Regions from separate parts of the Sus scrofa genome. Here regions 1, 3 and 4 are each linked to region 2. Evidence: chromatin contacts called from public HiChIP or PLAC-seq and promoter capture Hi-C data. All regions are on one chromosome and are shown on one strand. Each heading gives the region's core, a stretch centred on a gene start, on an enhancer-like site or on the middle of the called end of the contact. The rest is flanking DNA. Distances are from core to core; before and after follow the strand shown. Region 1 holds the start of DNAJC9 (dnaJ homolog subfamily C member 9). Region 2 holds the start of PPP3CB (serine/threonine-protein phosphatase 2B catalytic subunit beta isoform). Region 3 holds the start of CHCHD1 (coiled-coil-helix-coiled-coil-helix domain containing 1). Region 4 holds the start of MYOZ1 (myozenin 1).

What was found. Promoter capture Hi-C pulls out the DNA fragments that hold promoters and counts their contacts. HiChIP or PLAC-seq counts read pairs in DNA pulled down with a chosen protein or histone mark.
Region 1: a contact with region 2 is called in a promoter capture Hi-C map of fetal liver, with 4 times the contacts expected there. The contact joins the promoter of DNAJC9 here to the promoter of PPP3CB in region 2. A contact is called at or near these places in 2 of 5 promoter capture datasets (fetal liver and liver), 5 of 47 Hi-C or Micro-C datasets (epiblast stem cells, heart right ventricle, liver and 1 more) and 2 of 2 datasets of contacts at active chromatin or transcription factors (alveolar macrophages and skeletal muscle).
Region 3: a contact with region 2 is called in an H3K27ac HiChIP or PLAC-seq map of skeletal muscle. The contact joins the promoter of CHCHD1 here to the promoter of PPP3CB in region 2. A contact is called at or near these places in 1 of 5 promoter capture datasets (fetal liver), 1 of 47 Hi-C or Micro-C datasets (liver) and 2 of 2 datasets of contacts at active chromatin or transcription factors (alveolar macrophages and skeletal muscle).
Region 4: a contact with region 2 is called in an H3K27ac HiChIP or PLAC-seq map of alveolar macrophages. The contact joins the promoter of MYOZ1 here to the promoter of PPP3CB in region 2. A contact is called at or near these places in 2 of 2 datasets of contacts at active chromatin or transcription factors (alveolar macrophages and skeletal muscle).

The regions. Positions count from the first base shown.
Region 1 is chr14:76,068,735-76,075,229 of Sscrofa11.1, reverse strand. It overlaps DNAJC9 (dnaJ homolog subfamily C member 9), which reads left to right and starts at 4,929. Exons shown (of 5, transcript XM_003483498.4): 1 at 4,929-5,233; 2 at 5,407-5,547; 3 at 6,173-6,427. The coding sequence starts at 5,054. MRPS16 (28S ribosomal protein S16, mitochondrial) reads left to right here and starts at 591. Exons shown (of 4, transcript XR_001301010.1): 1 at 591-770; 2 at 1,256-1,516; 3 at 2,285-2,807; 4 at 3,953-4,213.
Region 2 is chr14:76,299,669-76,306,975 of Sscrofa11.1, reverse strand. PPP3CB (serine/threonine-protein phosphatase 2B catalytic subunit beta isoform) reads left to right here and starts at 1,631. Exons shown (of 23, transcript XM_021072583.1): 1 at 1,631-1,845. The coding sequence starts at 1,761. LOC110256628 (a long non-coding RNA gene) reads right to left here and starts at 5,629. Exons shown (of 2, transcript XR_002338398.1): 1 at 1,833-5,629.
Region 3 is chr14:76,501,496-76,509,010 of Sscrofa11.1, reverse strand. CHCHD1 (coiled-coil-helix-coiled-coil-helix domain containing 1) reads right to left here and starts at 1,693. Exons shown (of 3, transcript NM_001190155.1): 1 at 1,544-1,693; 2 at 1,302-1,420; 3 at 1-710. The coding sequence starts at 1,667. The coding sequence ends at 597. FUT11 (alpha-(1,3)-fucosyltransferase 11) reads right to left here. Exons shown (of 3, transcript XM_001928248.5): 3 at 3,235-6,525. The coding sequence ends at 6,378.
Region 4 is chr14:76,448,210-76,455,204 of Sscrofa11.1, reverse strand. MYOZ1 (myozenin 1) reads left to right here and starts at 2,259. Exons shown (of 6, transcript NM_001025222.2): 1 at 2,259-2,469; 2 at 3,658-3,748; 3 at 4,801-4,979. The coding sequence starts at 3,676.

The DNA.
Region 1 (6,495 bases), core at 3,680-6,179, 240 kb after region 2:
CTGAAGTCATTTAAGAATTATATATTTTTAATAGATGCAAACTATTGCATTTGGAGTGGATAAGCAATGAGATCCTGCTTGTATAGCACAGGAAACTATATCTAGTCACTTGTGATGGAACATGATGGAGGATAATGCAAGAAGAATATATAGGTACGACTGGGTACCTTGCTGTACAGTAGAAATTGACAGAACACTGTAAGCCGACTATAATGGAAAAAATAAACACCATAAAAAATAAAAAGAATTATATATATATATTTTACATATAATTCCCCCACACCAGACCGTCAGCTTCCTTGGGGCAGGAACAGCACCCTTTCATCTTTGAGATCTCAGCACTGCACCTTGGCCCTAACGTGCTCAAAAGAAAGTTTGCTGGCAGGATGGATTTGTAGAGCAGTTTAGCACCTCTCAGCCGCTCTCGGTATTCTCCCCATATTCCTCCCTCCAGCAGGGACCCACAGCCAGAGGGAGCCGGGCGCTCGCACAGGGTTTGGCTGCCCCTTTCCGGAGGCAGTAAAGGCGCGTTGAGTTCTGCGTGCGGCGTTACCGGCACCATAGAGGCAAAAAGCGGAAGAGGCGGGGCAAATGGGCCATTCGCTTCCGGCACCGGGGAGCCAGGCTGGGGTCGCTGAGGGGTGAGGTCGGGGCTTCGGGGGCATTGACCTTTCCTGTCTGTCCGCCGTGCAGTCCTTGACCGTAGAGCCGATCGGCCGGAACTGGCGCACAGGCCCCGGCGCCCTCTGGCTGCGCCATGGTCCAGCTCAGTGAGTGGATAGGGGCCCCGGGAGACCTTCTGGGCGGTGGAGCGGGTAGGAGGCATGGGGGATAGCGTGAAGCTGCGCTCTCCTGGGCTAGTTGGAGGCAAGCCAGCCTGAAACAAACTGCCACACGTTTGATCCTCCCCTTTGTGTGAGTGTGTGTGTGTGTGTGTGTGTGTTTAAATTTTTGCGGAAACTCTGTGAAATAAATGGTTTTCATCATATATTTGAGGCAGCTGGGCTCCGACATGGTACAGAGCCAGTAAATGGCAGACCTGTGGTGAGTGCACTAGAGGGTGAGGAGGAAGGTCCTTTCTAGCTGGAGCGCATGAGAGGAGTTTGACAAAAAGAAAAAAAGGTATCTCGACAGATTGACAAGAGTTGGTTGGAAATAAGGACATTTCAGTAGAGGAAGGGAGTTGTTTCATCTGCCTCATTTAGTCCATTTTGTGCCCTCAGTTCTTGTGTCTTAACTGCTTATTTCTCCACAGCTACTGTTCTGTGCAGGGCCTACCGTGGAGGCCATTTAACCATCCGCCTTGCCCTGGGTGGCTGTACCAACCGGCCTTTCTACCGCATCGTGGCTGCTCACAGCAAGTGTCCCAGGGATGGCCGTTTTGTAGAGCAGCTGGGCTCCTATGATCCGCTGCCCAACAGTCATGGAGAGAAACTCGTAGCTCTCAACTTCGACCGGATCAGACATTGGATTGGCTGTGGGGCCCACCTCTCTAAGCCTGTGGAAAAGCTCCTGGGTAACTAACTCTGTACTAGTCTTACCTCTGAGAGGATTTTAAAATGAAGTCAATTCCAAAATCATGGGAACTCAGAACGATTTTCATTATCTCCAGGCTAATGAGGATTGGCGTGAGAACTGAAATTGATTAATTGCCGTTTAGAACCTGGAGACCCCTTTTGTGGACTCCTTTTGTGAAACTTTATGGGTGACTGAGATTTTTATGCTAAAAATTGGGAATGGTGTATCTTGAATGGATCTCTGTCAGTTGATTTTTTTATCAAGTAAGGAGAATAGTGTTAGGAAGTAGACAGTATCCATTGTCTTTTTTTTTTTTTTTTTTTTTTTTTGTCTTTTTGCTTTTTTGAGGGCTGCTCTCGTGGCATATGGAGGTTCCCAGGCTAGGGGTCTAATCGGAGCTGTAGCGCCGGCCTACGCCAGAGCCACAGCAACTTGGGATCCAAGCGGTGTCTGTGATCTACACCACAGCTCATGGCAATGCCGGATTCTTAACCGACTGAGCAAGGCCAGGGATTGAACCTGCAACCTCATGGTTCCTAGTCGGATTCGTTAACCACTGCGCCGCGACGAGAACTCCTATCCATTGTCTTCTTGCAGTAAATGGGAAGAAGGGAGTTGGGGGGAAGAGGTAAAACATTTTGGCAAGTGAAGAGCTTGTTTTGAATCTATGCTCTTCAGTTTGTTAGGCTTCAGTTCAGTGAGGCTGAGTTTCCAGGGAAACATTAACTTGTATTGTTATAATGAATGAAAATCCTGTTACTTTTAGGTCTTTCTGGCTTTTACCCTCTGCATCCCATGATGATCACAAATGCTGAGAGACTGCGACGGAAACGGGCACGAGAAGTCCTCTTAGCGTCTCAGAAAACAGATACAGAGGCTACAGAAACAAAAGCGAGCTGACTTAAATGAGTGTAGCAGTGGAAATAAGTTTAAGTCCAATTAAAACATTTGTGCAGAACTCTTAGTTTTATTAGACTTAGAGGTTAATAAATGTAGTTTTTAAAGTCACCCATGCTTTTCTGGCCTGAACAGGGCTCAGGGAAGGTTTGTTCTTGATTGACGTAAAGCTGGTATAGGTACTAATTAGCTTTTTCAGCCTTCATCTGGGGAAAATAGTGGTTGTGGGGTGGGTTGGATTCTGCCTCTATTGGACAACTTTTTAGCCTGCTGCCTTCCAAGACTTCCCTGTTTCAAAGCTGCCAACCAGAATGTTCATGGCCTATCCAAGTAATTCTTCCTGTAATCATTTGCGATCATCCCACCAACTCAAGAACACAGTTACTTCCAAGGTAGGTTTGTTATGAGCTTTTAGGCTACTTTTTAAGAATGAATAGCTGAAAGAAAGATAATGTTGTAAAGTACCTACATACATTCTAGGCCTTTTCCATGCAAGATTATTTTTGAGAATTACAAGGTATCATGAAGTTAGGTAGGGTTATCTCCAATTTATAGGTGGGGAAGCTGAGGTTTGGAAGAAGGCCACATAGTTTTAATAATGGGCAGAGCTAAGAGTCAACCCTCAGTGTGCCTACCTGGAGTCCTTTTCCAACATGTTATATTGTCAGTGGTGGAGGAATTGAGCAAAAATGAGGGGCTTTACAAAAGTCCACTTAAAAAGTCAGTGATAGAATCAGGTTTAGGTATCATGATTTGGTAATGTAAATGACTAGTTGTGCCAAAAACAAAAAAAAAAGAAAACAAACCCCAAATACATTATCTGTTCCACCAGAACTGTAGCAAGGATTATATTCTGTGTAAGATTAAAATATAGAAGATTTATAGAGGAGATTCTCAAGCTCTATCAGTGTACCGACTTATTTTATTCTCTGGGCTTTATATTCTGTGAATAGTTATCAGCCACCTCAAAATCTGGGGGTCACAAATTCTGCCAGGGTTGTCACTGTTTGGCCTCCACTTGCTTTGAGGAGACTTTGAAGGCAGGACAGGCAGAGAGGAACTGACTTTAGTTGGGTTGTATCTTGGATCTAGGAAAGAGAAATGTTTTGGAAACCACAGAAGTCTGGAAGTTAGATAATAATCTACCCTGGTTTGAGGTCTTCAGAGAAACTTCAATTGGTAGAGCAGAGGCAAATGTGATTCTGGAAAGTATTGATCAGTTAGGGGAACTGATGTGAAATGGGTATTACTTTGAGCTACTGAGTTTCTGCCAACTCGACTACTGTTGTCTGTCTTTTTTAAAAGATTCGTATATATACAACTTCCTGTGTGGGCTCATCCTCTCCCTGATTTCCAAAGTTTTCTCTAACCCTGGCCTTGCTTTGGATTTCCAGGCCCAGATTTTTCACCATGTTTTAAATGATTGCATCAGCCTATCTTGCTACTACCTCAAATCCAACATGCTTTAGAAAACCTTTGCTTCTGAAGTTGACCTTTTTTTTTTTTTTCTTTTTTTTTTTTTTTGCGGGGATGGGAGGGGGACGTGCCTGCAGCATATGGAATTACCAAGCCAGAGAAAGAACCCGGACCAGAGCAGTGACATGAGCTGCTGCAGTGACAAGGCTGGATCCTTAACCTGCTGCACCACAAGAGAACTCCCCCAAAGCTTGTGTTTTTATTAAGATGATTGTTGGATTATATTATCTCCACCAAAGTGGAGGAGCTGTTAAGGTGAATAGGAATGATTCTGTAATAAATGTCAAATCTAGACTCTCAGATTAAAAAAGTTTTTAAAAGATTGGTATTTTGTGTTTTTTGTTTAATGTAGGCTTATTTATTGCAGGACTCAAGGGAAAGTCCCTTCCCAGCAGTTCCGCCACCTGTAGGATGCAAAATTATTTGGGCCTTAGAGCTCTATATACTCTTGTCAAATCATCATTGGAAAAGAGCAAATCTATTTAATCTTTAGGTTAAACCATGTGAAATTGCCAAACGCCAATGTTAGGCTTTTTTTTTTTTTTTAAACTGAAAAAAAGCAAAAAAACAGCATTGCAGGAGTTGCCCGCTGTGGCGCAACGGGATCAGCAGCATCTCTGGAGTTCTGGGACGCAGGTTCAATACCTGTCCCCTGCACGTGTTGCACATGTTGCCGCAGCTGTGGAGGTGGTCACAACTGGGGCTGGGATCTGATCCCTGGCTCGGAAACTCCATTTGCCGCGGGGCGGTCGAAAAAACCCCACCAAAACAACAATGCATAGATTCAGCTTAATATGATGAACGTTCCTTATACTGCATAAACTGAGCGGGGATTTTGAGAATATAGCTGCCAAGTTTCGAAAATAAGGGGAGTCGGGCCGCGGAGGAGAGGGCGGGGTAGAAGGAGATCCCCTAGGTCAGAGAGATCTGGGACGCCGTAGCCACACCCTGTCTCTACCTCGGCTGACGCCAGCTTTAACCACGCCCCATTTTGCAGCCGTCGTAAAGTGTGGCGTCGAGACCCCGCCCCTTCCTGCGCCTCTTATGACGCAGGCGCCCTGGGCGTTTTGCGCGGGAAAAGGAAGCGGTGTAGTGTTCTGCTCTGTTGTAGGGACCTGCTGTTTTCAGTGAGGCTGCCGCCCGCTCTGCACCACTACCAGCCATGGGACTTCTGGAGCTGTGCGAGGAAGTATTCGGAACCACCGACCTATACCGAGTGTTGGGCGTGCGACGCGAGGCCTCAGACGGCGAGGTCCGACGTGGTTACCACAAAGTGTCCCTGCAGGTGCACCCGGACCGGGTGGGCGAGGGCGACAAGCAGGACGCCACTCGCCGCTTCCAGGTACGCTAGACCCCGCTCCACCCGCCGCCCGGGCTTCTTTCCGTCTCCTGGCCGCTTAGCGCCGCCCGGGTGAAGTAAGCGGAACCCGGCCTGGCGTTTTCTAATCTTTTTTTTTTCCGCGGTGTTGTTCCAGTGAGGGGGCAGGGGTGACTTCTGGATGCTCTTTCCCGCAGATCCTCGGGAAGGTCTATTCCGTTCTGAGTGACAAAGATCAGAGGGCAGTGTACGATGAGCAGGGAACTGTGGACGAGGATTCTGATGTGCTCAGCCAAGATCGGGACTGGGAGACCTATTGGAGATTACTCTTTAAAAAGGTAAAGAACTCTGGAGATTTCCTTGTGACTGTTACCATCATTCATTCAACGAAGATTTATTGGATGCCTCTAAGGTCTTGCACTTTGTATTGTGTAAAAATGAGGAAATTTTTATTTGGCTTCGATATATTAATAAATACCCACAGGCATTCCTCAGGAGATACCTATCTAACCTATTGATCTTGAGGAAAGACAAATTTAACTATTAGGTTGAACCATGTGTATGTGTGAAACCATACACATACACACACTTAACTGAAATGGATCTTTAATCATCTGTTGATGTAGAATGATTATAGTAAAAGGGGGGCATTTAATTTTTTTTACAAGATGTGCTTTATTTTACATATCTAGATGCAAGTTTTGAGTATTTTCCTGGGTCTCTTCCCAACTTTGAAAACTTCACTTAAATTTTTCTGATCTGTAGCTTAGCAGTTGTAAAGGTCGGGCTGAGAGAACTCTGGAAAATCTTTGGCGTAGAAAATTTGGTTCCTTAAAACAGTTTCAGCTCAAGTAACGTGTATTGGGGAGAAGCATTTCAAGACCTAAATTTAGTTTTTACTAGAGTTCCTTTTATTTAAAATAAAATTCTCAAAGTTAAAGCATATATCTCTCATTTGTTCAGATATCTCTAGAGGACATTCAAGCTTTTGAAAAGACATACAAAGGTTCTGAAGAAGAGCTGGCTGACGTTAAACAGGCCTATCTAGACTTCAAGGGTGACATGGATCAGATTATGGAGTCTGTGCTGTGTGTGCAATACACAGAAGAACCCAGAATAAGGAATATTATACAACAAGCTATTGATGCTGGAGAGGTCCCATCCTATAATGCCTTTGTCAAAGAATCGAAGCAAAAAATGAATGCAAGGAAAAGAAGGGTAAGATTTTGAATGCTCTTTGTTATTTATATCTTGACTGCTTCCGAAAAGAATTTGAGGATATTTAC
Region 2 (7,307 bases), core at 382-2,881:
ACTAATTATTATTTTTTGCTTTTTAGGGCCACACCCGCAGCATACGGAGGTTCCCAGGCTAGGGGTCGAATTGGAGCTATAGCTGCTGGCCTATACCACAGCCACAGCAATGCAGGATTTGAGATGCATTTGTGACCTACACCACAGCTCACGACAACACCGGATCCTTAACCCTCTGAGTGAGGGTGGGGATCAAGCCTGCAACCTCATGGTTCCTAGTCGGATTTATTTCCGCTGTGCCGCAATGGGAACTCCTTGTTATTACTGCTATCAGTGTATTTTCTATCCCTTTTCTGCCAAGAGGCACTCAACACATTACACACTTTTTCCTCCCCTCCTTGGGTAGATTTTCTGGGGATTCAAACTCCTCTTACAAACTTACTCCTTATCTTTATACTCTTGGGCCCTTCTTCTACAAGTTTGTGATGTGCCTCTTATCCCTTCCTTGATCTCTTCCCATGGCTACCCCTTCCCTTCCCCTATAGGATTATTGCACTTTCATACCAGAAAGATCCATTTTCACCCTGCCTCACTCCCAAATTTATCTACCTCTTAGAAATATCTTGTGGGCTCCCTTTGCAAAGAATACTCACTGGGCATTTCTCTTCTCTTTTACCTCAGGTCTCAGAATCATTGAGACCTAATAAAACGAAGAGGTAGAAAGGTGCTCTTTGACATCTCTGGACAACTGTTTACCTAATTATTAAACATTATGAACATAAGCCCATGCAGTCTTGAGCAGGAGGATGGGCAGGAATTTCTCACGCTAAAGCTTGGATCCTATGTCATCAAGATTATATAGATCTTACTGGACATGCTGGTCTCTGTTCATGATTCAGTACCTCTACTGGAGTCATACGCACACTCTTCATCTAATAATTGTTGCTTGAAGAGTTGGTTCCTGTCCCACTACTCCCTTCTCCATGAATATCTGTCTCTATAAAATTTCCGAAAGTCCTGAGCCCACATTTCTGTATGTATGCACAGAAATACTCTGAGGTTTTTCTAATGAGGAACTAATTTCCTATTTACGCCTCTGTCTTAAAAATCTCTATTTTCTAAATGAATCAAGAGGGAAGCTGTCCTTTTCCGGTGAATTCTGTAGACCCTTTGAACATCTCCTGGTGTCATCCCTTCCTTTCCTCCTGTTTTGACTCAACCCTCGGAGCCTCGTCTGCTGTGGCTGCATTTTTATTCCATGCCTTCCCACTCTTGGCAGTTCCAGCCTATAAACACAGGGTCAGATTCTCTCTCAAACTCCATTTTGAACGCTTGCTTTGCTGTAGAACCTACAAAGCTTCCTCTATTTCTCCTGTCTCTTACCAACCAAAGTACGCAGATCTGGTGGCCAAATTGTTATACGTTTGTTTCTCTATTACTAAGAGATTCTAAGGTTTGATTACGTCTCCCCATATTATTGGAAGCTCCATGAAAGCTGGTGATCCCAAGCACTCATTCACCCCAGCAACTAGCTATAGACAGCAGGTCCTCTCCCTTCTCTTTTATTTCTGCCTGCCCAGAATTTTAACCTGATCCCTTAGCCTCGTCCTGTTTCTCTCCTAGCCTCAGTAATTTTGCCCAAGTCCCTAGAGCCTGCTCCGCCCCCGCCCCCGCACGCGCGGTGCATGCCGGTCTTAGCCCCTCTGTAGGGAAAGAGGGTCCGCCATGTTCCCCGGCGGCGCCGCCGCTTGGCTCTGGTAGCCGCCGCCCCCGCCCCCAACCCCGCCCGGCCCAGCGCCTAGCCGAGCCCCGGGCCCAGCATGGCCGCCCCGGAGCCGGCCCGGGCTGCACCGCCCCCACCCCCGCCCCCGCCGCCCCCTCCCGGGGCTGACCGCGTCGTCAAAGGTGAGAGGTGGACGAAGCCCTGGGGGCCTGGCCTGAGGAGCTGTTGAGGGCGGGCGGGAGACCGTCCCCTCCGGAGCGGGCCCGGAAGGGCGGGCGAGTGACTGGCTGCCTCCCTTGGGGAGTGGCCCCTGGGCGGGCCCCTGCTGGGCTGGGCTGTGGCTCCGAGGTCTCTCGCTTGCCTTGAGGCCGAGGCGGGGGTTTCGCTCTCGAGGTCTCTTAGCTGAAGGGGTGAGGCTACTAGTCGCAGTGAACCCCTTTCTTTTCCAACTCGGCCTGTCAAAGCGGCCCAGAGGCCGCGATTAGCTTCCTGCACCGCGACAGCTGCACGCCTGGCTTGCCGGGCCGGACCGAGGGGTTCGGAGACCTTCAGCCACGCGGGGCTGGGCGATGAGCAGTCAGAAATCACCTCGGCTTTGGCCCACGCCTGCTCCCCAGTGACAGCAGTCCGCCCTCTTCGCGCCTAGTTAGCGCCAGCCGCAGGCTTCGCGCTCGGCCCTCTGGTGTCACCCCGCGCGGAAATTAAGGGAACTATATGGGATTGGACAGGGTGAAGGGACGGGCCAGAATGTGGGGGCCCCAGGCTTGACGTGCAGGATAGATGGGAAAAAAAGGCAGCTTCAAAGAAAAAGCCTCGTGCATAGGAAGAAACATTTGCTTAGAAAACCGTCAACATTCTTTGGTCAAAAACCAAAAAGGGTTACCCCTTCCCTGCAGACAGACACCCACACACTCCCCTTAGAAGAAAAAGTTAGATATTTATCGGCTGGGGCAAGATTTATGGATGTTTAAAGACCACAGGTCAGCAGATTCATTTAAAAGAGAAATTGAGGGCTAATTGAGAGTCGCTTGAGATCTCCATACTCTCTGGGAAAGCCCATCAACTTCAAATACTGCTGTGGAGATGAAAAACAATTTGAAATGATTTTTCTTACCATGTAGCTTGGTCAATAAATTAAAATCATTTTAGAATAAAGTTTTCTCTATTGTATCACGTTTACTTTTGAAACAGATACTTCTATTTGTTTTATTTCATTAAGCTTCTCAAATATTCTGGCACAATGTTTAAACACTGTTAGCCCAGTTTTGGAAATCTGACCAGACATATTTCCATTAAAATATTTAAAAACAAGAAAAACTTTTTCCTTGGTGTTTTTTTTAATTTTTTTTTTCTCTCCAATTTGAGCTTCCTTTAGTAATAACACTGGTTTGTATCTAGTCTTATGTGGATAAAATGAAAAACTTAGTAGTAGTATGTCTTTTCTGGCCAGGCATTGGAATGAGCTCAATAAAGAGTTTATGGAATCCTTGTCCTGAGAAATCTTTTTAAAAAAGAGAAAAAAGGAGTTCCCTTTTGGCCTAGCGGGTTAAGGATCCAGCGTTGTCACTTTCGTGGCTTGGGCTCAGTGCCTGGTCAGGAACTTTTACATTTGGTGGGTGCAGCCTGCCCCGCAACCAAAAAAAAAAAAAGACGAAAGATTGGTGGTTCAGGTGCTCATCCTGTCCTGAAATCCTGACTTTTTAGGGGGTGGGACTAGGAGACATGGGCTCCTTCTTCATTTTTGACTGTATACCTGTGCTGTATTAATTTCCCTGGACGCTTTTGACCCTACTCTTAGGTAGGACAACCAGTCACATTCCTGAACAGTGAGTTTATGCTATTGTTATGCTTGTGAATCTTCTTGTTTCTTGTCATGTATGTAGTAATGTTTCCCCTGTACAGTGAAAATAAGATTCCAAACATAAGCATGTTCCTTAGTGGTGAGTTGTAAATGAAGACACTTGTATTTGCAGTTTATTGGTGTGAAATAAGTCATTTGGCTTAGGTAAGTAGGAGTTTGTTGGTATAGAAAATCATAGTTTAGTAAAGCTTATGGATATATGATCTCATGTGCTTAGTAGTATATTCTCCAAGACAGCTTTCATTTCTTGATGGAATCGTTAGCCAGTTAGATTGTGCAGCAGACCAGTTTGCACCCTCATGGAATCTCTGACTTCCTTGGAGGTTACTGGGAAACTTACCTTTCATACAGAAATCTGCTCTTAGATTTCATCTTCAAGCTTCTTGTCTTTGTCATTCAGTAATTATACTACACTGTTGCATTTGATGACAGGTAACAGTTTACTGAAGAAATATGATCATAGTGCTAGTTCAGTTTAACTTATTAAAATCCAGATTACTTTTAAGTCCAGTATGCGCTAGTTTTGTATCAGTATTACTTCATAGTAGTGATGTTATGGAGAACATCTTTGATGTTGAATACATGTGGTCTTTTACTCCTTGAAACTTTTCCTTGTTGTCTCATTTTTATGCTTTTACACTTCTAGTTAGGAGGCCCATAGTTTATGGTCACATAGATTTTGAAGGGGAAATAGATACTTCTGTGTTTAATATCAGATGTCTGAAACTCACTTCATGTGAAGTTCGAGATCTTGGAATGCTGTAGGTGATTCATGTATAAATTATCCACTGAAATTGTTAGTGGTAATTCCATATCCCAGATTATGGGTGATTAGGTTTCCTGATTATAAATAAAGCATTTCAGTTTTGTGCCTATCCAGCTACTGGCTCTGGTCAAATTCTTGTGTTCGAAAGTTGATGTAGCTCAAGTAGTTTAGGTGAGGTAGTATGCCTGCCTAACTCAAGTATTTTTTTGTCTTTAGCTAAGATAGGAAATTGGAAATAAGAAAATAGAAACAAACTAGAAAAAATAGCTAATTATGTCTGCATGAGTGCCTTACTGCCATATCAGCAAAATTGCTGTGGGCAAAAATGCATAAATCCCTGAATTTATGTATAATGCTCTCCCTCCTGCAATTTATTTGACCTGAATTGTCTAGGTACTACCTTTTCTTTCCAGGTACTTTTAAAATGTACTTTTTACTCTATGGATGAGGTCCCAATGAGGTCCTAGATTATCCCTTGAGATTATCAAATCTTTTAGTCCTAATACAAAAATTCACCTTTATTGCTTAGAGCATTGTCTATATTATGCATTTGTACATTTTTAGCACCCAAAATGCAACTCACTTTCTTTTGCATTTAATGTGTTTTCTTTATTTCCTAGGTTATATTAACCCTATCTCTTAAGTTATCAGACTTTCAGATTGAACCAAAATGTGTGGGTGTTGTAAGTTTTTAAAGCTGTTATATGTCTGATGGTCAGCCTTATGATTCATTTAGGTTCTGTTGCCAGCTGCCCTGCTTATAAATCTGAGGTCTTTGGTTTAAAGTGTTTTCTAGTACCTCGGCTTTATTAGGATTACTTATTTTCATTACACATTTTTAGATGACCCAAATAGGTCTTAGGGTCACATAGCTACTTCAGTGTTTTTTACTGGTTCTATTTCATTATGTTTTAAAGCAACTTGAATTTTAATTTTTGTTGACAAAATCTATTTTGTGGACTTACCTATCTTGAAAAGATAACTCTTGATGGAGTTCTCTTGTGGCTCAGTGGGTTATGGATCCAGCATTGTCATTGCAGCACTTGGGTCATTGCTGTGGCGTGGGTTCAGTCCCTGGCCGGGGAACTTCCTTATGCTATGGGTGCGACCAAAAGAGAAAAAAAAAGTTAACTCTTGACAATGATTTTTCTTTTTCTTTCCTCCCTAATTAAACTGTTAAGCATACTAAAATAAATCTTCAGTACCATGTGTCCTAGAGAAAGCAAAGGAACAGAGAATACTGTGTGCGTGCGTGCGTGTGTGTGTGTGTGTGTGTGTGTGTGTGTGAGAGAGAGAGAGAGAGAGAGAGAGAGAGAGAGAGGCGAGAGAGAGGAAAAGAGAACACTGTGATAACAAGCTATCTTGAAGGAAAATGCCAAGGAGGAAATACAGCTGCTCAGTAGTGAGGCAAAAGCTTCAGTTTCCGGAGCTACTGAGTGAACTGGCAAAAGTTGTAAGGAAAAGTTTGGTGAAAGTTTGATTTATTAGATGGAGGTGTGTTTTAGTGCCAATGTGTGACTTCATTTCATTATAAAAATGTTTATTTATTTACAGATGAAATAAGCTAAAGCTAATTGGCATCTTTGTATGGTATATAAAAGTCATTTTGGGGGAGTTCCTGTCGTGGCTCAGCGGTTAACAAACCTGACTAGCATCCATGAGGACTCTGGCTCTATCCCTGACCTCGCTCAGTGGATTAAGGATCTGGCGTTGCTATGACCTGTGGTGTAGGTCACAGATGTGGCTCGGATCCTGAGTTGCTGTGGCTGTGGTATAGGCCAGTGGCTACAGCTCCGATTGGACCACTAGCCTGGGAACCTCCATGTGCCACAGGTGCGGCCCTAAAAAGACAAAAAAAAAATTTATATTTTGGAAGTTCAAAGTAATCAAATAGAAGATATTTAATGCTTGCTTATATAGCTAAAAACTGTAGGAAAACCACAGAAGTATACAAGATAAAATACAGCCTTGGTCCTTGGGGAAATAAGTACTTGTGAAAAGTTAATCATTTATGTTGTAAGGCTGGATGTGATTAATAATTGCCAGATAAGTGGCAGGTGCAGTGAGTTCAGTTCGAAGGAGGTAGTGATGACTCTGGATTGGAGTGGTCTAGTAAGGATTTGTATAGGAAGAGGCCTTGAAGGATGGATAGGATTCAAATAGGCAAAAGATTGAGACCCTTTATTTGTGCAACATTTATTGAGTACTTGCTTTGTATCAGATACTATACTAGGCATTAGGATACAGAATTGGATTAGAGACATTAAGATTCTCTTGGAGGCAGTCTAGTAGGAGAGACATTATTGCAAAAAAATTATAATGAATTAGGTACAAAGTGCTATTGGAGCTGTAAAGAAGGAGTTGACTATATTACTGGAGAGAGCCTCACTGAAAGGATTATGTTTTGAGGTAGGCCTCAAAGGATGAACAGTTTCTCCAGATGTAAAGTAGGCTGGGATAAAGAAAATATTTTCTGGTACAGAAAACAACAGCAGAAATTCACAGTTTGAAAGAAGCCTGAAATGTGTGGCAATATTATGTAAAGTTCTTTGCAAGGAGTAGCAGGAGGTGAAGTTGGAAAGGATCTTTTGTACACCAAGTAGAGGATCTGAAATTTAAACTGATAAGTAGTGTAGCCTCTGCATGAGTAAGGCTCTGGAGTCAGACTGCCTGGGTTTGAATCCTAGTTCTGTCTTAATAACCTTTTCACTGAGGACAAGATACTTAATATCACCAACCCTCAATTTTCTCATCTGGGAAATAGAGTTAATTAAGTATTATTATGGGTTTTTTGAAGGATTATTAGAGACAATTCATGTAAAATTTGTACCACAGTGCCTGGCCTGGCACATGGTAAGTACTCAACCAATGGTAGCCATCACCATTATTATTATTGAAGGTTCTAAAGTAGAGGAATTACTCAATATCTTGGTTTTTAAAAGCTAATGTGATAGTGTATATAATGAAATACTAGAATAGGAGAGGCTTAAATCAGAATGTCAGAAGATTAATGGAGA
Region 3 (7,515 bases), core at 444-2,943, 200 kb before region 2:
TTTTTGGCCACACCCCCAGCCAAAGTGGATTTTTTATGATACTGAATTTTTGAATGTGGTCTGCTAATTTAAAAACAAACTTTTAATTGTGTGGGCCAAATAAAATACATCTCCAAAACCTCTGGGTCACCAGTTTGTGAACTTCTGATTATCCTGGCAGCACCTTGCAGTGGCTATGCACAGATAGTCAGTGAGTATTTACAGATAATGGCAAAAAAGCTCTTCATATAAACAGACTCCAACATCCTTATGCATCCTTTGCATACAAAGGCAAGGACACTAAGTGGTATAAAGGTTTTTGTCTTGACCCTGGTGCAAATTACAGAGCAAAGACTTTCCAGAGTGTAGGGGAGAACACAGGACTCAACTATAGTGGGAATACCTAATCCACAACAAAAGGCCAAGCTCTCTTCAGGGGATTTTATTTCAACATAAAATATAATTTCCATCCACATAATGATTCCAAAGGGTTAAAAAAAAGTGTTTCGCGTCCTTCCACTCTTCAAAAAGAACGTGTGACAATGCAAATATCTCTAAAAAGCCTCTGCATAGTTCTCAGAAGCTACAGTCCAGTCATTGAAAATGCTTCTCCATTTTCAGCTGACATGAGGTTTGTTAGGAAACCTATGTAACAACTTATTCAATTTCTTGGGGGGTAAACTCCCCAACTCTCCCAGGTTCTCCTGGATTGATCTCATCTTTCGGGCAGCCTGAAAACACAGAACAAAAATTAAAATGACAGCTCTAAAGTTGGCCCTGACCTAAGCTAATAGTTCTCACAACACCCCAAATCACACTGAGAAATTAACCAGCCTGGAGAGCTGCGTCATCTTCTCAGTCCTCTTTCATCAAAAGGACTTGGGAACCATGAATGACTGTATGATCTGAAGCCATCATCCAGCTGGCAATTAAATCTAAGCTGGAAACCAAATAAACTGTCCTTTCCTATCTTTAGTTCACTTGGGAGAATAATGTCTATTTGAGCAGCAATTTAAATTTTACAATGTGGTTTTCCCATTCATTTCTTCACTTAACACTCACAAAATTCTTTAAGGCAGATATGAATATTAACCTCACTGTGCATCTGATAAAGCTAAAAGCAGTAAAACAAATCGCTCAAGATCACGATGCCTTCAAAATTGTAAACTTTCGCACTTTGGCATGAGTCAAGTAGATCCCAAAAACTTTTCTCGCCCTTTTTGAGGGAGAAGAATTTTCTTATCACCAAGCAAGAGGCAGTAAGAACCATACTGTATACCCCATTCTCCTCCCAAGAGGGCACCCCAGGAGCCTCCTGTCACCTCAGCCCTCGAAGCACAATCGAAGAAGTCCTGAATCTCTTTTCTGCACGCTTCGTCGCGGAATTCATTCTGCTTCCAGCAAGCCATCATTACTGACATCTCCGTGATACAGGTCGCCTCTGGTGGAGAACGGGAAGGACCCTCAATCACAAGGAGACCCTTACCTTCCGGCCCTCCCACCCAGCGGCCCCCTGCACTCCTCCGGCTTCCGTTCTAGGGCCTCCACGGCTCCGACTGCTCACCGCCCTTCTCCCGGCGCCGTTCCCCGACATGATTGGCTAGGATGAGGGGCTTGTTGGGCTTCAGTATAGGCCTCCGTGGGTTTCCAAGCCGTGCTAGTCGACCCCGCAGGCTGGGAGTCGCCATTGCAAAGCGAGCTCCCGGCAGGCTCTGCGGCGCCGTGCGTGACCCTGCGTGACCCTACGAGCTTCCTGAAACTAGGAGGCTCCCTTTCCCGCCCAGCATGCACCGCTTTGTTTTCTTGGCGGGGCACCCGCGCTGCTGGGTTCTGACCTGCTTTAATAGAGACCGATGTGCAGGTTGGGAGGAGAATCTTTGGGACTCGTCTGCTGACCTAGGCCACTCTTGTGGGCCCTGAAGTCTTGGGGCAGTACTGGACCGGGAACACCCAGGAAACACTGATAAACGGACTCTAGTTTCGAGTGGTAACCGGCTGGATTAGAAGGTGATTGGAGTTGCCTGGTGGCTCAGTGGGTTAAGGATCCACCTTGCCACTATTATGGTGGGAGTTCGTTCCCCCGGCCCAGGAATTTCCGCCTGCAGCGGGCGCATCACCAAAAAAAAAAAAAAAAAAAAAAAAAAAAAAAAAAAGATTGACCTAAGCAAGGGCAGAGAGGATGGGAGCAAATAAAACTGGGAGACTGAAAAATGCTAAATTGGGAATTATTATTACTATTAAAAAAAAAAAAAAAAAAAGCCCACACCCGGAGCATAGGGAAGTTCCGAGGCCGGGGACTGAATCCGAGCTGCAGCTGCGGCAACACCGGATCCTTTAACTCATTGCTCCAGACCAGGTATCAAACCCGCACCTCCTCAGCTGGCGGGAGCCGCTGCGCCAGGGTCAGAACTCTAGGAATGATTTTAATAAACCTTCAAGAACTGTTGGTTTTGACTACGTTTGGAACCACCCCAGAAGCCGCAAAGAAAAATTAGCCCTCATTTACTTCAGCAGCTACTGTTGTTCAGAAATCGTTTGCTCATTTATATCGATCTCACTGGGTAAGGAAAGGTTTAAGGACTTTTGCATACATTGTTTTACTTAATCCTCTTCCCAATTCTCTGAAGATACTTAGTAGTATCATTCCTATTTATAGACTTTGTCCTTCCTTGTGATGCCTAGCTTTAATCAGACTTGGTTCTGACTCCCCCCCCACCCCCCACCTCCCAAAATGATTTACAAAGACGTACCGCTGATTCTCAAGGCATATATTTATACATGAGCACCATGTAATGGAAGCACAACTTGTACAAACTTGTAGTTCTTAAGATGACTACTTTGGAGAGCAATACTTAATTTGGTTGTGTAAATTTAGTATGCTAAAATCACTTATCACAGATGTCTGGAATCTTTCCATTTATCTCTGCATGGCTGGTTCTTTTTCTTCTGTTGAGTCTCAGTTTGTCAGGACTTCCCTGACTTCCATCCAAACCACTATCAAGCTGTTTTATTTTCTTCACAGCACCTATCATAGTCTGGATTGTCTTGTTCCCTTACTGTTCATTTACAGCCTTACCCCCAACACCCATTTAAAATGTAAGCACCGGAAGAGAATAGACCTTGTCTATCTTGTTCAGTGCTTAATCCCCAGTGCCTAGAGTAGTGCCAGTAAATGCTTGTTAAATGAACAAATGTTTTAAGTATTTTTCCAAGTCTCCAACTTTATCACAGCCAGAAATAAAACCAAGCAAAAGACACTGTTTCAAAAGAAGCCATTTATTATACAAAATGAAACCTGAGACAATAGAAAACAGCAACACCTGGGAATAGTAAGGGCATCAGCCCCAAGTTCCACCCTGACTCCAGCAACACAAATAAAGCTGACTCCTATCAGACACTTCTACCACCAATAACCCCAAGCCTGCTGCTGTACAGAATGCAGGCTGGGTCACAAACTAGCGAAAATTCACATTGCTTGCTTTCTCTGTAGAGAAAGAGAAGCCTTTAGTTGGATAGCTAGGTGGCTATTTCTGGTGCTGCCTTCCCTTGTGGACCCGTAGCACCTGGCCTTCCCTGCTCTTTTATGAATACTTCTGTGGTAATAGGGAATAAAGGAGAAAGTGTGGGGAGCACTGGTCACAAAGCAGGCATGAGTCTCTGGCCACAATCATTCATAAACAACTGGCCTACTTTATACATAAAAGTGCTAAAGTAATGCCAATGTGAATTGGTGTAATTAGACAGGAAAGGAAAGGATGATTCTACCCCTTGCATAACCATCACTTACCATTTTTATTGCACATAATGAAATTTGAGTCTGAACATTAGTTTGCACATGGTTGTAATATGTATTTTGCATTCTATAAACCAGCATCAGCATTTAAATAGAGTGCAGGCTTAGAAATCAGAGTCCTGAATTTGACTTCTTTTGTAAGGGTCTCTACTATATCAAATTTTAACAGAAGTATTTTTGAAGGTCTTCCCCTCCTCTTGTTTTCTGTGAAAGTCCAAACTGGGTAAGCAAACTTTCCATGCTCTTATGAAAAGCATTTTTTATTAAATAAACTGGAAAAAGAACCACGTTGGCAGTGAAACCCAGCCTAAATAGGTTTCCTTGGCCACATCTTTAGGTGTCACGATAAGTGTGGGACCCTAGTTATTGAAGCATCTCATATATAAACAAAATGTTTATTGGGAGTTCTGTTGTAGGATTTCCATTTTGTGGGATATTATATAGTTTCATGCCAGCCTAAAGTTATATAAATTCTCTATAGATCTTTACTGAATTCAAAGTAGGTGTCATTTTAAAAAAATTAAACATGATGTTGGCTTTGATGTTAAATAAAGAGCTAGATTTCTTAAATTTAAACACAAACTGTTATCATCATACACAGAATAGCTTAGCATTTTGCTCAAAATAATAAAAACAAACAAAACCTTATATAAGGACAAGGTTATTTATACACAGTCTATACTGAAGTCATAAAATCTTCCTCTTGTCTTTGCAACCGTATTTATATGTTGGTAAATTTGTGTGTATACAGATACACACATATACTAAACCAGATATATTGATAAGCTATGAAACTTCTCTAGTGATAATTCATTAATACAACATCACAACCAGGGTAGTTCTAAGATACATAGTATTCTTTCTTGTTCCACTGCCCCAGAAAAAGCAAATGGTCTCCTTGCCCATTAAGCTGTATGTTTAAACCACAGCAAATGGAGGGTTTGCCTATATCCCCTTATGATGGCTTGTATGTCTTGCCTTACCTCTCATCCCCTTGAGCTTAGGGCCTTGGATGGGCTCCATCAAAATGTAGTCTCAGAAAGTACTATAAAGTCGTGTCTTGTATCAGTAATAGAATGAATGAAGTTGGAATATTTATCCCACTTAAAGTGAAAAGTGCCTCAGAATATGAGATAATTAATACAGCTATATTGCTGGGCTGTTTTGTCCACCACAATTTCATGACTTTTGGGGGGGAAATGGGACTTTTGAGGCATACAAAAATAATAAAGTAGAAGAGTTCATTAGGCAGACAGAAAAGAACAAAAACCTATAAAAATTTGCACTTTGATTCACAATGGGCTATTTTAACACTTCAAAATCATTATAGCTTTTTCTATCATCATTTCCAGGCTTAGTCTCCATCTCCAGCCAAAAATAGAGAAGGACAATTCATTAAATTTATACGACATTTATTAGTCACTGTATCATATGGAGGTTCCCAGGCTAAGGGTCCAACAGGAGCTGCAGCTGCCAGCCTATGCCTCAGCCACAGCAGCACCAGATCCAAGCTGTGTCTGTGACCTACACCACAGCTCACGGCAAGGCCGGATCCTTAATCCACTGAGCGAGGCCAAAAACTGAACCTGAAATCTTATGGCCCCTAGTTGGATGTGTTTTTGCTGCGCCATGATGGGAACTCCAGTCACTGAATCTTTCTATTCATGAAGTGAGAAAGAATTCTAGATATCCCCTAGATAAAAAGCAAACCAGCAGTAAAAAAAGCTGGCAAACCTATAGCCAATTTAATACAGGGGATGATGAATGTGGGAAGGGTGGCGAGGATACTCCATCTCCATCAGAAATTATGGAACACCAGGAAAGAAAAAGCTATTCAAAATTAAAAGTTAAGCAGTTCCCTTGTGGCGCAGCAGGTTAAGAATACAGCATTGTCAATGAAGTGGTTCTGGTTGCTGCTGTGGCTTGGGTTTGATCCCTGGCCAGGGAACTTCCACATGCTCTGGGTGCGGCCAAAAAGCCACACACACATGCCCACAAATAATAATAATAAAATAAAAATTTTAAAGGCTGACATGAAAAGCAAAGTAAATGATTTAAAAAAATACAACTCCAGGGACCAGAACACAACTCACCAGGAGTTTTGCTTCACCACCAACACAACACTTTAAAAACCAAGAGATGAGCAAAAGAGATTAGGAAAGGTAAGGAGTAATAATGAGTGGTTTGAGGAATAGCACAAGAGAAGTTTTAAACCTGGCCCATCTTACCTCATTCACAGCCAAATATTAACATGTTGTCCCACTCACAACTGAGAGGATGAAATGGCTAGAGAAATAAGCAATTCCTTAAAAACGCTGTTGATCAGCACCTTGAATCAAATGCGTGTTTCAGGCTTCTGCTTCCCACAAAACCAAGAACTGGATGCTTCCATCTTTCCTCGAGGAGAGGCCCTATTACCTATAAGGCTAAGACTCTGGCTACACACCATTAGACTGAAATATCTGTGGATATAGTTTATCCTTTGAATCCATGGTAAGAGAGTGTTCATTAAGGATCTGTGCAGCAGATACCCTTCACGTCGTATGGTAGAATAAAAACCTCCATCTCCTTAGCTCTATCAAGTTAAGGACTCTTGCAAGAGTAATTAGAGATTCTGGTTCCTTTTCATAAAGATCTCGGTTAGGTAATCCCAAAATTTCCTCTGCAATGTCTCGTTGTTGTGGATCATGGCAGTGAGAGCTTCCCCCTGGTCCAGACCTTGCCAATAATCTTGCAGCCACATCTCCTTCCAGCTGAAACATCAAAATGGGGGTTAGATTATAGGACCTCAGCACAGCTATGAGTCCTGCCTTTCTCTGGCCAGAGAAATCTAAACAGATAACAATGGTCTCTGGCTAGGATAGGAATAATGTTCTGGCTAAACAGGAACAGTGGTTTCTGTTTTGAAGGGATAGAAATGTAAAGCAAATTCAGTACTAGTCCAAGTGACAGGCAGTAAACACAAACACAAATTTATCACACAACCTCCACCCCCACCCGGCCCGCCAATGAGTTACATTTCCTGATTTGCCTGTTCTTGGTCCCCAAATGTGGAGGGAATTCAGAAGCAGGCAGAGCAGGAGTCAAACTATGGAAACAAGGGAGCTTATTTAGATGGTTACCTTTTATGTTACACCTATTTCAATAATCAAAATGAGAGTATAAGGTGTCTAGGTAAGTGTTACACTTTTCCTCTGATAAACTGTAACATTATGTTCAGAACAAACTAGATGAAAATTACCTGATGCAAATTACTGGATACAAATTATGTCTATACCCAGGACTAAATTGTGCCAGGCCTCCAAGACATCTCTGTAGGCCATTCTAGCAACCTTTCTTTCTTAATCTCTTATTGCCTCTCTCCCAATAGATGTGGTTTGCTACAAGTGGCTTCAACATCTTTTCACCCCACCTCCCATGCTGACCTTGTTTCCCAGTGCCACCATCTTCTGCTGCCTCCTCACCTCCCTTCCAGTCCATACCTGCCCACCATTGTTAATCACCTTTTTTTTTCTTTCTTTCTTTTTCTTTTTTTGGCCACCTCCACAGCATGCTGAAGTTCCCCAGGCCAGGGACTGAACCCGAGCCACAGTAGCAAACTGAGCCATACCAGCGACAAATGTCCATCACTAACCAATGAGCCACCAGAGAAATACCTAATTAATCAACTTTTGAAAGCATCCTCCCCCATCTTTTTTTTTTTTTTTTGGCTAAAGGCCACACCTGCAGCATATGGAAGTTCC
Region 4 (6,995 bases), core at 1,010-3,509, 150 kb before region 2:
ACTGAGCCACGACAGGAACTCCTGTTTTTGTTTTTGTTTTTGTTTTTTTGTCTTTTAGGGCCACACTAGCTGCATATGGAGGTTCCCAGGTAGGGGTCAAATAGGAGCTGTAGACGCCAGCCACAGCCACAGCCACATCAACTCAGGATCCGAGCTGCGCCTGTGATCTACACCACCCCTCTTGGCAATGCCAGTTCCTTAACCCACTGAGCGAGGCCAGGGATCAAACCTGTATCCTCATGGATGCTAGTCAGCTTCATTAACCACTGAGCCACAACAGGAACTCCAATGAAATCACCTTTTGCTATTTATGTTTTGTTTTTTTGTTTTGCTTTGTTTCCATCTCATTGCTTCTTTGTGTTAGGAGGAAGTGGAGAAGGAAGATGAGGGATCTGGAGGCTAAAGTGGTCAGGGCAGAGGCCAAGTAGAGAGGACAAGCGTAACATTTCAGCCCCTAACCTGAACCTGTAAAGCTGAGGATGGGCAAAGGGCATGGTCAGGAAGAGTGGATCGCTCACAGAGGGATAGAAAGGTATTCTGGGAGTTACAAAAGCCATGTCCTAAGGTAGCCACAACAGGGTGGTGATGGGTACAGCAGAGGTGCAGCAGCTGGTTCCAAAACCTGATCAGTACATAGAGGAGTATCCAGGATGTTCATGCAGCTACTGAGGAAGGGGCTGGGCAAATGACAGGTTTCCCAGAGTTCCCGTTGTGGTGCAGTGGAAACGAATCTGACTAGTATCTGTGAAGATGTGGTTTCAATCCCAGGCCTCGCTCACTCAGTGGGTCAAGGACCCAGTGTTGCCATGAACTGTGCTGTAGGTCACAAATGAGGCTCGGATTCTGTGTTGCTATGGCTACGGTGTAGGTCAACAGCTGTAGCTCCGATTTGACCCCTAGTCTGGGAACTTCCATATGCTGAGGGTGCAGCCCCAAAAAGCCAAAAAAAAAAAGAAGGAAAGAAAAATGACCATTTCCCTCCAGGGCCTTCTCAAACTTGTTCCCCTGTCCAGAGGTGTCTCTAGACCCTTGTGAATGGGACAGTCCAGATCCCATGAGGTATGTGCTCCCTTAGGGGAAAATGCTAAGTAGGAACCTCAGAGAGTAAAGTCCTGGCAGTTCAGAGCCTACATGTACTTCCAGGGAGAGAGAGTGACATCTATCCAGCAGAGCAGGCTGAACTGAACACTCCAATGGCAAATGGGAGTGGAAAGGCAGAAATTGGTCAAATCTTCACCCACATTATCCCTGACTGCCTAAGTACTGGCTTTGGTTAATATGGTCCCTTGTCCTGCCAAGATCTGGCCCTTCCAGAGGTAGACCATCCTGTTCAGGAACTCTCGGAGTTCCCGTCATGGTGCAGTGGTTAACCAATCCGACTAGGAACCATGAGGTTGCGGGTTCGGTCCCTGCCCCTGCTCAGTGGGTTAACGATCCGGCGTTCCGTGTTGCCGTGAGCTGTGGTGTAGGTTGCAGACGCGGCTTGCATCCCGCATTGCTGTGGCTCTGGGGTAGGCCGGCGACTACAGCTCTGATTAGACCCCTAGCCTGGGAACCTCCATATGCCACAGAAGCCACCCAAAGAAATAGCAAAAAAAAAAAAAAAAAAAAAAAGACAAAAAAAAAAAAAAAAAGGAACTCTCAAAGGGCAGTTCCATTGTGAACAGATTTCCCTTCCTTTATCATAGCACCTCGGAGTTCCCATTGTGGCTCAGCGAGCTAAGAATTTGGCTAGTAACCATGAGGATGCAGGTTTGACTCCTGGCCTCACTCAGTGGGTTAAGGATTTGGCATTGCCTCGAGTTGTGGTGTAGGTCAAAGATGTGGCTTGGACCCCGAGTTACTATGGCTGTGGTATAGGCTGGCAGATGCAGCTCCACTTCGACCCCTAGCCCAGGAACTTCTATATGCTGCAGGTGTGGCCATAAAAAGAAGGAAAAAACAAAAAAAACCATAGCACCTTAAGCCCTCCCACCCCCAAAGTGCACCCATTTGTCCCTCCAGCTCCAGCCTGGATTGGCTCTGAATGGCTCTCTGGACATGTTCTCCGGGTTCTTACTCTCCCACTCCAAATTCCTGTCCACCACTTGCTGCCTGCTTCCTTTCTCCCTCTCAGTTTTCAGTTTCTCCCTGAATGCTTCTTTGAATCTCAGCCTCTAGGTGCCAAGGAAGGGGAGTCCCTGGGCAGACTAATCCCTGACCCAGACAGCTTCCTGGGAGAATCCCAAAGACCTTTGCCTCCCCTTCCTGAGCCTCTGGGCAAGGAGGGAGGGATCTTGGTTCCAGGGTCTTGGTACCCCCTGTGCCATTTGAGCTGCTTGCGTTCATCATCTCTATTAATAACCACCCTCCCTCCCCCACTGCCAGTGCTGCCCCCACGCCTGCCCAGCTCGGGTTCTCCCGTCACAGCAGCTCAGTCCTCCAAAGCTGCTGGACCCCAGGGAGAGCTGACCACCGCCTGAGCAGCCGGTAAGTCTCCAGCTTTATGACCAGAGGGGTCGGAGCCCACTCCATGAACTGCTGTGTCTGTGTCTATAACAGTGACCCTTGGTCCTGGGGCAGTTGCCCTCCTCCCCCATCTATACTCAGCTCTCAGTTGTCCAGCTCAGGGGAGCCACGAGAGTTGGAAGGAGAAGGGCCCAAGAGGGTGGGGGGAATGGAGATGATGGGGGAGGCCCTGGAGGAATAAGAAAGGGGTCTGGGATACTGGATGGGAAATAAGAACCTGGTTGCTGCTGAGAGAGGTACAGGGAGAGTCCATTTAGCAATTCCTGGATTCTGGCCTCACCAGACCCCACTACGCTAGTAGAATTGCATATGAGTTTTGAGACAGGACTCAGCAGAAAACAGCATTTTGCTGAGTGCCAACTTCTGTGAAGGAGGGGCTGGAATCTGTATTTTTCCCCAGCTTGTCCCCCTCCACGGCCAGATCCTATTATTATGGCCTGTCCTCCTTGAATTTCCCACTGCTATGGTATTGCTGAATTGACATGCAGCAGAGTTCACATGTTCCCTGACCTCCCTCTCCACTCCAGTTCTGGGGTCTGGGGGGCGGGGAGTGACTGAAAGGGAGCAGGAACATTGCTGTGACCTCCCAGGCCATGATCCAGCTGGCCGAATGGAGGGACAATAACCTCTCCTTCCTATGGAGAATGTTTTTGGCTGGATCATGTCAACACTGGCAGGACATTTTTTTCTGCTCCACTCCCCCACCCCCCGGGACTTGGTGAAGAGTGAGAGACCAGAGTTTGGAATGACATTCCCAATCTGAGAGCCCCCTGCAAATAAAAACTTCAAATCATGCCAAACCTGTGAAACCTGGTCGCATCGCCCTGCCTGTATTAATTTGTTTGTTTTACCCCCAGCCTCCCAATACACATTGTTGTTCCTAAGCCTTGCACCAACTCTTTGTAAAAGGGCTGAAAAAAGGTTGGTAGAAGGTAGGGGGAGGGGGTGCATCTATGCTTTCTGCCCTGCTTCCCAAGAAGAGAAGCCCTAAAGCAACGAGTTTTCACCTTTTAGGGGAATATATGTTTCCTTGAAAATCTAATGAAATTTTGCTCCCTGAAGTCCTTAAGCACTGCCTTACTGTAGACACTGCCACCTCCCCCTACATTCCTTGTCCATCCTTTAGCTCCCCCTTCTCACCCTATCCAGGCTCCACCCACCTCCACAATGCCGCTCTCAGGGACCCCAGCCCCAAACAAGAAGAGGAAATCCAGCAAGCTGATCATGGAACTCACTGGAGGTATGGCATGTTTGTACCTGACTGGTGTGGGATTTATTAAGAGGATCTCGGGGGAGTTCCCTGGTGGTCTAGTGGTTAGGATTTGGTGCTTTCATCACTGTGGCCTGAGTGTAGTCCTTGGTTGGGGAAATGAGATCCCACTTCAAGCCACTGCACATGGGCCAAAACAAAAAAGGAAAAAAAAGAGTATCTCTGCCCCAAGAGTTCCAGAAATATTATACATTTATACATGTATTAGGGTGAAAAGATATGAAGAGACAAGAGGAACTGAGGAGGGAAGGTGGGGGGAGGGAGAAAGAGGGAGAAAGAATTCAACTCTGACTACTCACCCTTCCACCCTTTTCACCTTGTAATCTGAGACAATAACACCCATGCCATGTTACCCAGCACAGGTCCAGGACAACAGGACCCACAGGTCAGTGAGGTATGTTTGAGGAGAAAAAATATACACGGAGACTGGCATGGAATAAGGTCTCAATAAGTGGTTAATTTCCTTACATCTTTCCCCAGAGCTTAGGAGCCTTGTACAAGCACTTAAAATGGAAAATTGCTCAAGCATTTTTCCTGAGGGTGGTAGGAGTACGTGCGTATGAAGAGCTCTCCCAATACCTAGAGGCTGTTTGCAGCCAGAGTTCACTGAGGGGAAGAAAAGGGAAAGGGGTTAAGACAGCAGACTATATTTAGAGGTGGCCTTTGGGCTTTCCCCCATGCTATAGTTTCCCCAGTGACCTCCATCTGTGGTGTTTCTTGACTCTTTTGCCCTGTACCCCATACCCTTTCACCCCATTCACCCTCGTCACTACACTCTAGTATCCCCACTGTCTCCACTCTGCACCCCAGTTCCCATGCATTCTCTCCAGCTCCAAATCCAGGAAATCAAAAGCCCTGTTAAACTAGATAGCATTTGATCAGACATCACAGACAAGGTCTGCTTCCCTCAGCGATGTCTGCTGGGAAACACACACTTTGCTGTGGATGGCGGATGCATTTGGAGCCTAGAAAAACCCTGCTTTCCTCTTTTCCTTGCTTCTGCATCCCCACTTCCCTGAAAGGTGGACAGGAGAGCTCAGGCCTGAACCTGGGCAAGAAGATCAGTGTCCCAAGGGATGTGATGTTGGAGGAGTTGTCGCTGCTCACTAACCGGGGCTCTAAGATGTTCAAACTACGGCAAATGAGGGTGGAGAAGTTTATCTATGAAAATCACCCTGATGTCTTCTCTGACAGCTCAATGGTGAGTTTGGAGTGTTACTACTCTCAAAGCCAGTGCCTCTTCTGACAGCTTCTTGGTAGCCCAAAATATTACCAACTTCCCCTCCCTGCAAACTTAGAAGCTCATTAACCCTCCAGATACATAAAGCCCCCAATATCTCCAGGATGAGTTACAGCCCACCTCTGAAACTAAAACTGTAGCTTAGAGCTAGTGAAGCAGGGTGGGGAGTATCATACCTTCAGGGAGAAAATTCCCTCCCAGTATAGTTAAGCATCAAAGATAGGATTGCCAGATAAAACACAGAACACCCAGTCCTATATTTTATTTTATTTCCTTTCTTTTTTTTTTTTTTTTTTGTCTTTTTAGGGCTGCACCTGTGGCATATGGAGTTTCCCAGGCTAGGGGTCTAATTGGAGCTGTAACGGCTGGCCTTCGCCAGAGCCACAGCAACACCAGATCTGAGCCTCGTCTATGACCTACACCACAGCTCATGGCAACGCTGGATCCTTAACCCACCAAGCAAGGCCAAAGAGTGAACCCACAACCTCATGGTTCCTATTTGGATACTTTTCTGCTGCACCATGAGGGGAACTCCTCTTTTCCTTTTTTTTAAATTGAAGTATAGTTGATTTATAATGTCTTGTTTTTAGGTGTACAGCATAGCGACTCAGTTATGCATATATATGTCTATATATAGAGAGACATATATACAGATTCTTTTTCAGATTCTTTTCCTTTATAGCTTATTATCAAATATTGACTGTAATTCCCTGTGCTATACAGTATAGTCTTATATTTTAAAGTTGAGATTCACATAAAATAAATAAGCGATAAGGATATATTGTACAGTACAGGAAATAAAGCCAATATTCATAATAACTAAATGGAATATGAGCTGTAAAAATATTGAATATTGTACATCTGAAAGTAATATAATATTGTAAACCAACTATACTTCAATTTTAAAAAATAAAGTTGATATACACACAAATAATTTCTTAGTAAAGCATGTTCCATGAAATATTTGGAACATAATTTTTTAAAAATTGAGGACAGTTAAATTTGAATTTCAGATACACAACAATTTTTTAGTATAAGTATATCCATGAAATATTTGGGACAGGGAGTTCCCTGGTGATCTAGGGGTCAGGACTTGGCACTTTCACCACTGCAGTTTGGATTCAATCCCTAGTCTGGGAACTGAGATCCCACATCATGCTGCTACATGCTACAGCCAAAGAAACAAAGAAATATTTGAGACATAAAAACTAAATTAAAAAATACAGGACACTCAGTTAAATTTGAATTTCAGATATATGACAAATACTCTCATATATAAATATGTCCCATGCAATACGTGGGCATATTTATATTGGTGTCCTATGATTTTATTTGGAAAACCTGGCAACCCTAGAAAGAGGTAAGTGAATTTTTATAGCCGTCTCCTTGAGCCATTCTTTTATCAAAGGTCAGTCTAAGGACCACAGATGTGGAGACTGAAACCATCCTTTAAGGTCCCATGTCCCCTAGCCAGGATCATTCTCCAAAGCGAAGTAGGGATTGGAGAGGGGCCAGGCACAAGATGTTACAGCTGAGAAAGAGCGGATCATCTCCATTTCCTTTCTTCCCCCTCCACCTTTCCTGGGCAGCCAGGGGAGAGTGGAAATAGATGCCTAGTTGGGCCTGGGGTTGGAGTATCTGTCATTGGCTCAAATGTAGGAGCCGAATAAAAATGCTGAGCCGGTGATATCTAAGTTTAGGAGGCCAAAAGCCCTCCTCCTGCTTGTGTCTGATTACACTGGGTGGAGCATGGGGGTGTGTATGGTGGGGTGGCCACGAGAGCCTCCTGAAGAAGTTGGCAGGGTTATTTTTAGGCTTTGGGGATGAATCCAGTGTTGCCCTTTGAGGCACCCTTCCCCCTACCTGCTGCAGTTTCACCGTCAGAAAGTACTGGTCCAATAGGCACCAAGAGGAGAAAGGCAGAGGAAGAAAAGAGAGAAAAGACTGTTTTTAATCTATTAGACAAGACAAAGAAGG